Linked DNA regions of Zea mays: all the other regions are linked to region 1. A link is a contact called in public Hi-C data. All regions are on one chromosome and are shown on one strand. The core of a region is the stretch at or near the end of the contact, and the rest is flanking DNA. Distances in the headings are between cores, read along the strand shown. Region 1 holds the start of LOC100285302 (metal ion binding protein). Region 2 holds the start of LOC100384489. Region 3 holds the start of LOC542622 (voltage-dependent anion channel protein1a).

The links. Hi-C and Micro-C count contacts between places; a contact is called where the count stands out from the background.
Region 2: a Hi-C map of ear shows a contact between it and region 1, with 2.6 times the contacts expected there. The contact joins the promoter of LOC100384489 here to the promoter of LOC100285302 in region 1. A contact is called at or near these places in 3 of 25 Hi-C or Micro-C datasets (ear, leaf and tassel).
Region 3: a Hi-C map of tassel shows a contact between it and region 1, with 2.7 times the contacts expected there. The contact joins the promoter of LOC542622 here to the promoter of LOC100285302 in region 1. A contact is called at or near these places in 3 of 25 Hi-C or Micro-C datasets (ear, leaf and tassel).

The regions. Positions count from the first base shown.
Region 1 is chr2:181,881,597-181,884,296 of Zm-B73-REFERENCE-NAM-5.0, reverse strand. LOC100285302 (metal ion binding protein) reads right to left here and starts at 1,250. Exons shown (of 2, transcript NM_001175031.1): 1 at 909-1,250; 2 at 372-782. The coding sequence starts at 1,074. The coding sequence ends at 463.
Region 2 is chr2:182,186,597-182,189,307 of Zm-B73-REFERENCE-NAM-5.0, reverse strand. LOC100384489 reads right to left here and starts at 1,296. Exons shown (of 1, transcript NM_001177017.1): 1 at 1-1,296. The coding sequence starts at 1,202. The coding sequence ends at 102.
Region 3 is chr2:181,509,708-181,512,407 of Zm-B73-REFERENCE-NAM-5.0, reverse strand. It overlaps LOC542622 (voltage-dependent anion channel protein1a), which reads right to left and starts at 1,377. Exons shown (of 6, transcript NM_001112149.1): 1 at 1,240-1,377; 2 at 1,060-1,127; 3 at 1-8. The coding sequence starts at 1,285.

The DNA.
Region 1 (2,700 bases), core at 1-2,500:
TGCTTCTTTTACATTGGAACTTATGCAATTCTTTGTTCGATTGGTGAACGAATGGCTTTTGTGAACCATATGGCTTTGGGACAAATATGCATTGAACTGGATATCTATGGTTGTTGAATGAATGACTTTTGTGAGTTGTGTGGATATTAAAGGTCTTAGTTTATAAAATATTTTGTCTAATTAACTCTACCGCCGCCTACAGGCTACAGTTGAGGAAAACATTTTTTACGCTTATCTACTCCAGCTGCTCACACAAAAGACATATATATATATATATATATATATATATATATATATATATATATATATATATATATATATATATATATATATATATATATATATATATATTCTGTCATGGACATAAACATCCAACCGAGGCGACCATGCATATACTTGTTCTGTGATCGAAGAGAGCTGCACCCGTGGTCTATAGCTATTTGACACAGTAGTAATTGAAATTCACATGATGGAGCATGCGTTGGGGTTGTCGTCGCTGAACATGTTGACGAGCCGCTCCTCCTGCGGGCCGGCCGCCGTGGGTCCGCCGTAGCTGGAGGCGGGCATGACGGCGTCGACCCTGCGCACGTAGCCCGGCGGCGCCTTCCTGTCGTAGGCCGGCGCGGCGTAAGGGTGCGCGACGAGGCTGTAGGGCACGTAGGGCCAGATCTCGGCCGCCTTCTTCCCCGTGGCCTGCACCCGCTTGACCACCTTGTGAGGCTCCACGTACCCCTGCACCGTCACCTTGGACTGCTTCCGGTCGATCTCCACGGAATGCACCCCTGAAGAATTATCATGCAGGTGTCCTCGTCATCGTCAGTTGAGATATATAACGGCGAACGCGATGAAAAATTAAACGAATAAGTAGCTAGCAGTAGTGTAAATTAATTATAAAAAGACTGCTGTACCTTTCATGCGGGAGAGGGCGTTCCTGACCTTCATCTCGCAGCCGTCGCAGTCCATGCGCACCTTGAGCTCCACCGTCTGGAACTGCGTCCTCCTGTTGTACCGGCGCCGGCTGCTGCTGCTGCAGCCGCCCAGCAGGTCCGACAGGTACTCCAGCGTGCCTCCCATGGTTCAGTTAGTTCCAAAGCTACTAGCAGGAAAGGGCGCGGGGTCGAAGAAACGGTCGAGCTGATGTTCTTGAAATAGTCACCACTCACTCACTCTCTCGCTACTCACAGTCGTCGTCACAGCGCGCGCGCGCGCGCTACGCAACAGCTCTTCTCTTCTCTGAGCTAGCTAGCTCTGATGATGAATGGCAGCTAGCAAGCTAGAAGAAGGTCGCGTGTGTATATATAGCTAGCAGGCGCGGCCCCCCGGCACCATCAGCTCACTGACCTGAGCTGCTTCTTCCTTGCAGGCAGGTGAGGCCCGGTACGGTTTGTATGTGTGTGTACAGCTACAGCTAGCCTCGCCGTGTATCGATTTGTGGGCGTGACCGCCCGCGAGAAGTTTCCCCCAGATGCGCTGCCGAGTTCAGCGCAAACGGACTCCGCGGAAAAAAAGCCAGCTTTGTATAGTTGTTTACATGCCGTTTCTGCAAGGTAACTAGTAAAGACTAACAACATTTTGGGCCCATGATTGCATTGATGCCCCTAGCTCCTCCTCAACCAGTCTTCAGTTTCCTCATTCCTGGAGGCGATGATTCGATGAACCCGCGTAACAGAAAACCCTGCTCATGCATTTGCCGTGGGCTGGTTGCTCAACAACTGCTGGAGCTGGGCTGTCTCAGCTCTGTCCTCCAGCTCCAGGCTTCAGATACTAGCAAGTTGGCAGTAGGGGAGTCCCACTCCCAGCAAGGGACCGACGGGCAGGGACTCCAATCAGGGTCCGCCAACTGCCACGTTTCGTCCGCTGAGCTGTGCCGTTGTTCCCTCATCGGGTACCTGCATGTGGACCACCACTTTGCAGGTCATAGATAATTCCAGTATTAGGCCGTGATTGTAGGAGGAGGGGGTCATTTAATCTGTTATGTTTTCTTATACTAGTTGTTTGTTGGTGCGTTGCGACGGCTTATAACAATATCCACATAAACTATCCATACAAAAAATTTCAAGATTTATTATTAATTGTCTCTGCTCTCCGTATAATATTTTTTGATTTGACTAACTGATGTTATTGTTTACTCCATCCAGTATGTCTTGGTACAACACAGCCAATGAAGTTAGCGATTAGAAGAGAGTTCACAACGACTGACTGAACGAACAGAGATTATAGAATGACATAATTCCACCATACAGAGACCAAATAAGAGAAAGTTTGTTAGCTCAAGTTTCTAAAATAAGTCATATGAACTCAAACTTATAAAAAAATAGATCAAAATATAGAGTGATTGCTAAAGTCAGGCATCAATAAAAACTGGATGCGCTCCATATAAATTATTCTACTTCGTAGCAATTACTAACGTTGAAAACTAACAAATAACCTTTCTTTTTACTGTTAGTGTGACAAATCATTGTTGCTTCATCCAATTCAGCAACCTCAGACACCATGGAGTCCATTGCGCGAATGTGGTCTCAGAAACGACCTAATGCTAGCAAGAGCCAAGAACGCCGTGCCGTGTTTGGGCTGTAGCCTCGGCCCGTAGTGCTGGCCCGGCCCGACATGATTATATTTTTTATTTTACAAAAAACGTATATACATATATACAATTTATATTCAATATTAAAAACACTTGAGCATGATGTTCTACTGGTT
Region 2 (2,711 bases), core at 47-2,546, 300 kb before region 1:
TAGTGAAGCGATCTGTACAAGGCAGCACGATGGGTTCCGCCTCCACGTCATCCTCGTCGGCGTCGCGCATGCGGCGCATGTTGGCGCCTTGGCGTTGGCGGTCACCTCTTCCAGCTCCGGCTCCTCGCGATCGGGTCCCGGCCACCGACGACCCACGTCTCCTTGGCGATGTCCAGTGACAGCTTCATGAAGCCGGGCGCTGTGCACGTGAACGCCAGCTCCTCCTTGTCCTCCTCTGTTTCAGCGTCTCCCGGCACGCCGCCCGCGGCCCCTTTCCCTTGTTCGACCACGCCAGCCAACTGCTCACACGTCCTCCTTCTGGACATGGACAGCCCAGTCGCCGGCGCCGAGCGGCAGCGCATGAGCAGCAGCGCGTTCGGCGGCGGCGCGGACGTCGGCCCGTTCGTGCCCTCGTCCGTCTCCTTTCCCACCTGCCGCTCGACGTCTTCTCCCTGACCGAATTCCTCGTCGTACCTGGTTTCGTCTTGCTCCAGGGGCTCCTGGTCGCCTTCGAGCACCATGAGCCACTTGTAGAATACGCTGGCCGCGGCGCTCCCTCCGGCTCCGCGCTCACTTCCACGCCCCGCCGCGTCGTTGCCATTGCCGTTGCCGTCGGAGTCAACGGAGGAGTCCACGGCCGCGGCATGGAGGGAACCAAAGCAGCGTGCCTTGGACCGTAGGCTCCGGAGCGCGCCGCCTACGAACGGCAGCGCGTGCCGCCTGATCCCGAGGTTCTCGAGCCAGCCCGCCTTCTTCCTGCGGCCGTGAAGCCGCTCGATCTCCTCCATCACGGTGAGCCAGCTCCTGGCGCCGCCGGCGCCGTCGCTACTGTGCTTCGCCGCTGCCGTCGAGGCCGGCTTCACCTTCTTGGGCCGGCTGACCTTGATCTGGCCAGCGCACGTGACCTTGGGCGACTGCGGCTCCTCTTCTTCCTCCGCCCTCTGCTTCGCCTTGGACCCCCGGAACATCGGGCTACTCCCGCCGCGCACTCTCGCACCACCTGCAGCAGCGCTGGCGCCCGGCAGCTGGAGCTGGAGCTGGCGCCGGCGCGCGGCGGCTGCCTTGTCCATGGTGGCCCGAGACGGACTGCAGATGGGCTTGGGCATCAGCGCCAGGTGCTGCCGAGCGGCGAAGCAGACCAGGAGGTCCGTAGGGGCTGTGCCTCCCTTCCCACCTCCTCTCACTGACACCGCCTTCTTCATGCTGGCGATGGGTGCACTGTAGCAGGCCTGGAAATATAGAGCTTGCAGGAGCAGAAGCGGCGGCGGCTTGCTTTAGCAAGAAAGGGAGGGAGGGTCGAGGGTGAGGAGAAGCAGGCGCGCTGACAGGCAGCTTTGCGCTCGCTTTTGTTGGGTGCTACCTGCCCCGTGCTCGGCAGCTCGTACAGTTGTACGGCAGGCAGGCAGGCGGCCACTCTGTCAGCTTGAGGAGGCTCTTGCTTTTGCCATCGACGCATCGTTTTCGATTGCCGCTTTCTCGGTTTGATGTGCCCTCAGTGGAGTTCTCTCTGCCTGCAGCATTTAGGACGGCATACATTTCCTCGAGGGAGCGACAGACAAAGAGGTTGTCTCTCCTGGTGTCTTCCATAGTTTTATGATGTCATCTTTCATTGCGTTGCAAAATTGGACCATCTCAATTCCGAACAGAACAGGAGGGAACCATTTTTGATTTTTTTTTTTGAAGTTATTTGAGTTAGAAATTATTTTTAACTCTACTAGCAATCGTGCTCCTGCGTTAGAAACGGAATGTATAATTATTTACATCCTCATGTCAATGACAACTATTACAATATGCGTGTGTTACAACGACACACAATCATATTATTTAGTACCCATATAAAATAAATTTAATATTAAACTGAACGTATAGTCCACATATCAAATATTTAAACGATAAAAACAAATATCATACTTTATCTTAGCCAAAAGACGGAGAAATGTATGCGTTGAAAAGGAACCGATTTTTTTTATATGGCACTTGGTGGCTTGTCCTACATGAGCCAGCGAGGTGATACTGTGTAGGAGCGCCGCGCTACGTGTGTCATCCTATCGTGTTGGTATTGGATGGTTTCTCAAGAACCATCTACAGTATAATGGTTCATTGTTAGACGAAAAGCGGAGAAAAAGAATAGATCTACACGCTTCATAAGTCACGCACGAAACTGGTGGTTTAACACAGTAGGAGGGCTATTTGCTTTTATTAGATTTAGTTGAGCTTGCGCTAATCTTAAACAAATATAAATGAGTAAAATGCATTTCTAATCTTTAAACTTGTCGGCATGTGTCATTTTGGTCTATAAACTTTTAAAATATGAGCCTTAATCGCTGTTAGGTTATTTGTTAGGTACAAAATGATTCGCAACAAACACGGTAGCAGGTCTTTTCTTCTTCTTGCTCCGTCCATGTTGGTATGGCCCACATGTCATTTGCTTTGCATTGTTGCACCGTCTCTATTCGACTCTGTTCTTCTGCTAGCCGTCGGCTCTGTCCTCCACCATGGTGGTATGATTTTCAGTCATGTTGCCTTATTCAGTCATTTAATTAGTTTTCCAACTGATTTTAATCTGTTTCATATGTTTTTCAGACATTTTGTCTTACTCGGTGTTTATTATCTGTCCTTTAGTTTCCCAACTAATTTGAAGTCATGTCAAGTATTTTGAGACGTTTCATCTTACTTGGTGCTTGTTAATCGGCTGATGTTTAGACTTAGAC
Region 3 (2,700 bases), core at 128-2,627, 370 kb after region 1:
GTTACAGCCTGCATGAAAAAGTAAGAGAGGATATTAAAATCATAAGAATATGCTAGCCATGAATGCAAATGACTCTAACATAGTAACAATTTTTAGAAGCATGTAGAACAATCAAACATATACACGCACACCAAAGGATTAATTGTTAAATCATGCAAGTGTTACCATTAAGACAAGAGCAATGAGCATACATAATTCCAGATTCCAATACATCAACGGAAATGCAAGTTGCAAAAGTCAATATGAGTTGAGAAACATAATTAAGGTAACAGCATAATTGGGGTTCAACACAATCTTTTTTCCAGGTGTTTGATACTTCGGTTATAGTTTTATTATTCTCATTGTTTTAGTTCAGTACAGATACATTTTTCCTACAAATCTAAAACTCATCAAAACCAGCAATTTACTCACATAGCAACCGTGGAAGGAAATCCAACGGCACGCGTTGACATCGCTCAGCTCCTTAATTATTCTACTCAATAACTGACTACCCACACTGTCCTCCCAGTATCCACATAGTGCAAACATGTGTAGCATCCCTTGAAAATTGAGCCCGACACCAGTTATGTAACTCGAGCTTGCTGCTATTTCACATCACCTCCAGTTTTTATTAGAAACACAACCGCGAGGGGTTCCACTGTCCCTTTTTATTCGAACCCTTTCCTCCACTGGTCATGACTCAAGAGGGTTTCTCTAGCAACCCACTTATTTAAAACTAGTGAAAGAGCATCACATGTAAATCACACATTGCCGAATCCTGTACTCTACATCAAAAAACCAACCAGCAGATAGACACAGAGCACAACTAATAAGCAGGGCTCTGCAGGAACCCCAATCTAATCAATAAATAATCTCTTGTGCTGGAACAGTCACTCGCTAAGATCGAGCAAGAGAATCCGAAGCCGGCAGACGAATCCAATAGAAGATCATGAACCCATCCCACAGCTACGTCAACCAGATTCATTCCAGTCCGGAGAAAGCACAAAGCAACGCCCTAGTAAAAGGACCGAAGCTGAACAAGAGGAAACGGGGTGTTCCGAAACGGAGCGAAGCACTTACGACGCCATTGGAGGTGTAGGTAGTGAGGGTGAACTTGTGGTCAGTCTGGTAGTCCTTGTACAGCAGATCTGCGGAAAAAGCGAACCAACAACAATAAGCAAACCAACAGAAGAGAATAAACCAGCGAACTGCACCCATGATCCCCAGAGCTTGAAAGGAATCCTTAGGACGGATACCCACCCCTGGTCTTCTTGCCGATCTCGGTGTAGAGGCCTGGCCCGACCATCTTCACGCCGGTGACGACGCGACGCGACGAGGTGTGGTGGCGTGGGGATGCTGCGGGGTGGGAGTTTGGGGGCAGGATGATTGGGAGGCGGCGGATAGGTGGAGGCGAAGCAGACGAGTGGGGGGAGAATAAAGGCGGACATAACCACGCCGTGGAGCCTGCCGTGTGGCCCCGGCTAAACCCTAGTTTATTTTCCTTCTCCTTCTGTGGGGAATTCTCCACCAGGTTCAGACTCCAGACATCTAGTACTCATCCTCAGGCTATCTTCAGCAACGTCCTTTAAATTTCATCCTCTAAAAAAATATTTTTCGTCCTTTACAGTACACTCTAAAATATTACATCCTCTATATCTCTACCATCTCCAGCAGCGTTCTCTAAATTTCCTCCTCTATATCCTATATTCTATATTTTTTGACAACTGTGGGCCCGACCCATGTTCCAATGTCGTTGCCTCCTCCTGTGAGCTCCTGGTCCCACGAGCTGCATGTGGGCCATCCTTGTCGTATCAGCACTATGCCCCTGCTGGCCGGCTGCGTAGCGGACGCACAGTGAAACGCTAAATGTAGCATGCGCAGGCAGCGTCCGGTATTTTACCGGAGGCTTTACCGTCCGTTGCTGGACCAACAAAGGAGCTCGGCGTCCTGTAAATTTGGCGTACAGAACCACATACAGGTCCTTGTTGGACACGGTCTCATGAAGTTATACACATCCCTATTTTCATACTTATATCTATTATGATATAAGATTCATCTCATACACATCCTTATTCTGATATAGGGTCTCAATGGGTCCTCATCCATGACAAGGAAAACACTATTAAATTATATTTCATATGACATTAACAGTCACACGGCACCTAACAATAATACACTACCAATAAATCTGACATTTAATAAAAAAATATGTTTAACCATACAAAACAGCAAAACACAAAAAAAAAACATATGGACTAGTGGATGGGACGGCTAGTGGCTGACCACCTAGGCTAGGTGGATGGGTGCTTAAAAGGGTTGAAAGAGATTAAGTTAGTTGAAAGAGATTGAGTTAGTTGTTGTGCTTATTATCTATTAGGACACACATTTAATTTCACTAGGTGAATATTACTCATGGTTAATTGGTTTTGGATGATTTCTTTCCAAACCCATTTCTGCTTACCTAATGGGTGAATATTTTGTCTCATATTTATACCAATGGGGAGACTTTTTGTCTGATATCCTAACCCTAATAAGGGATTTAGCATCGGTTAGCGAGTATTGGAGTCCCTATTTGAAAGGGAATTAGGCTTACACCTATTTCCTAATTGGTTTTGGTGGTTGAATTGCCCAACACAAATAATTGGACTAACTAGTTTGCTCTAGTCTATAAGTTCTACAGGTGCCAAAGGTTCACATAAGCCAATAAAAAGACCAAGAAAA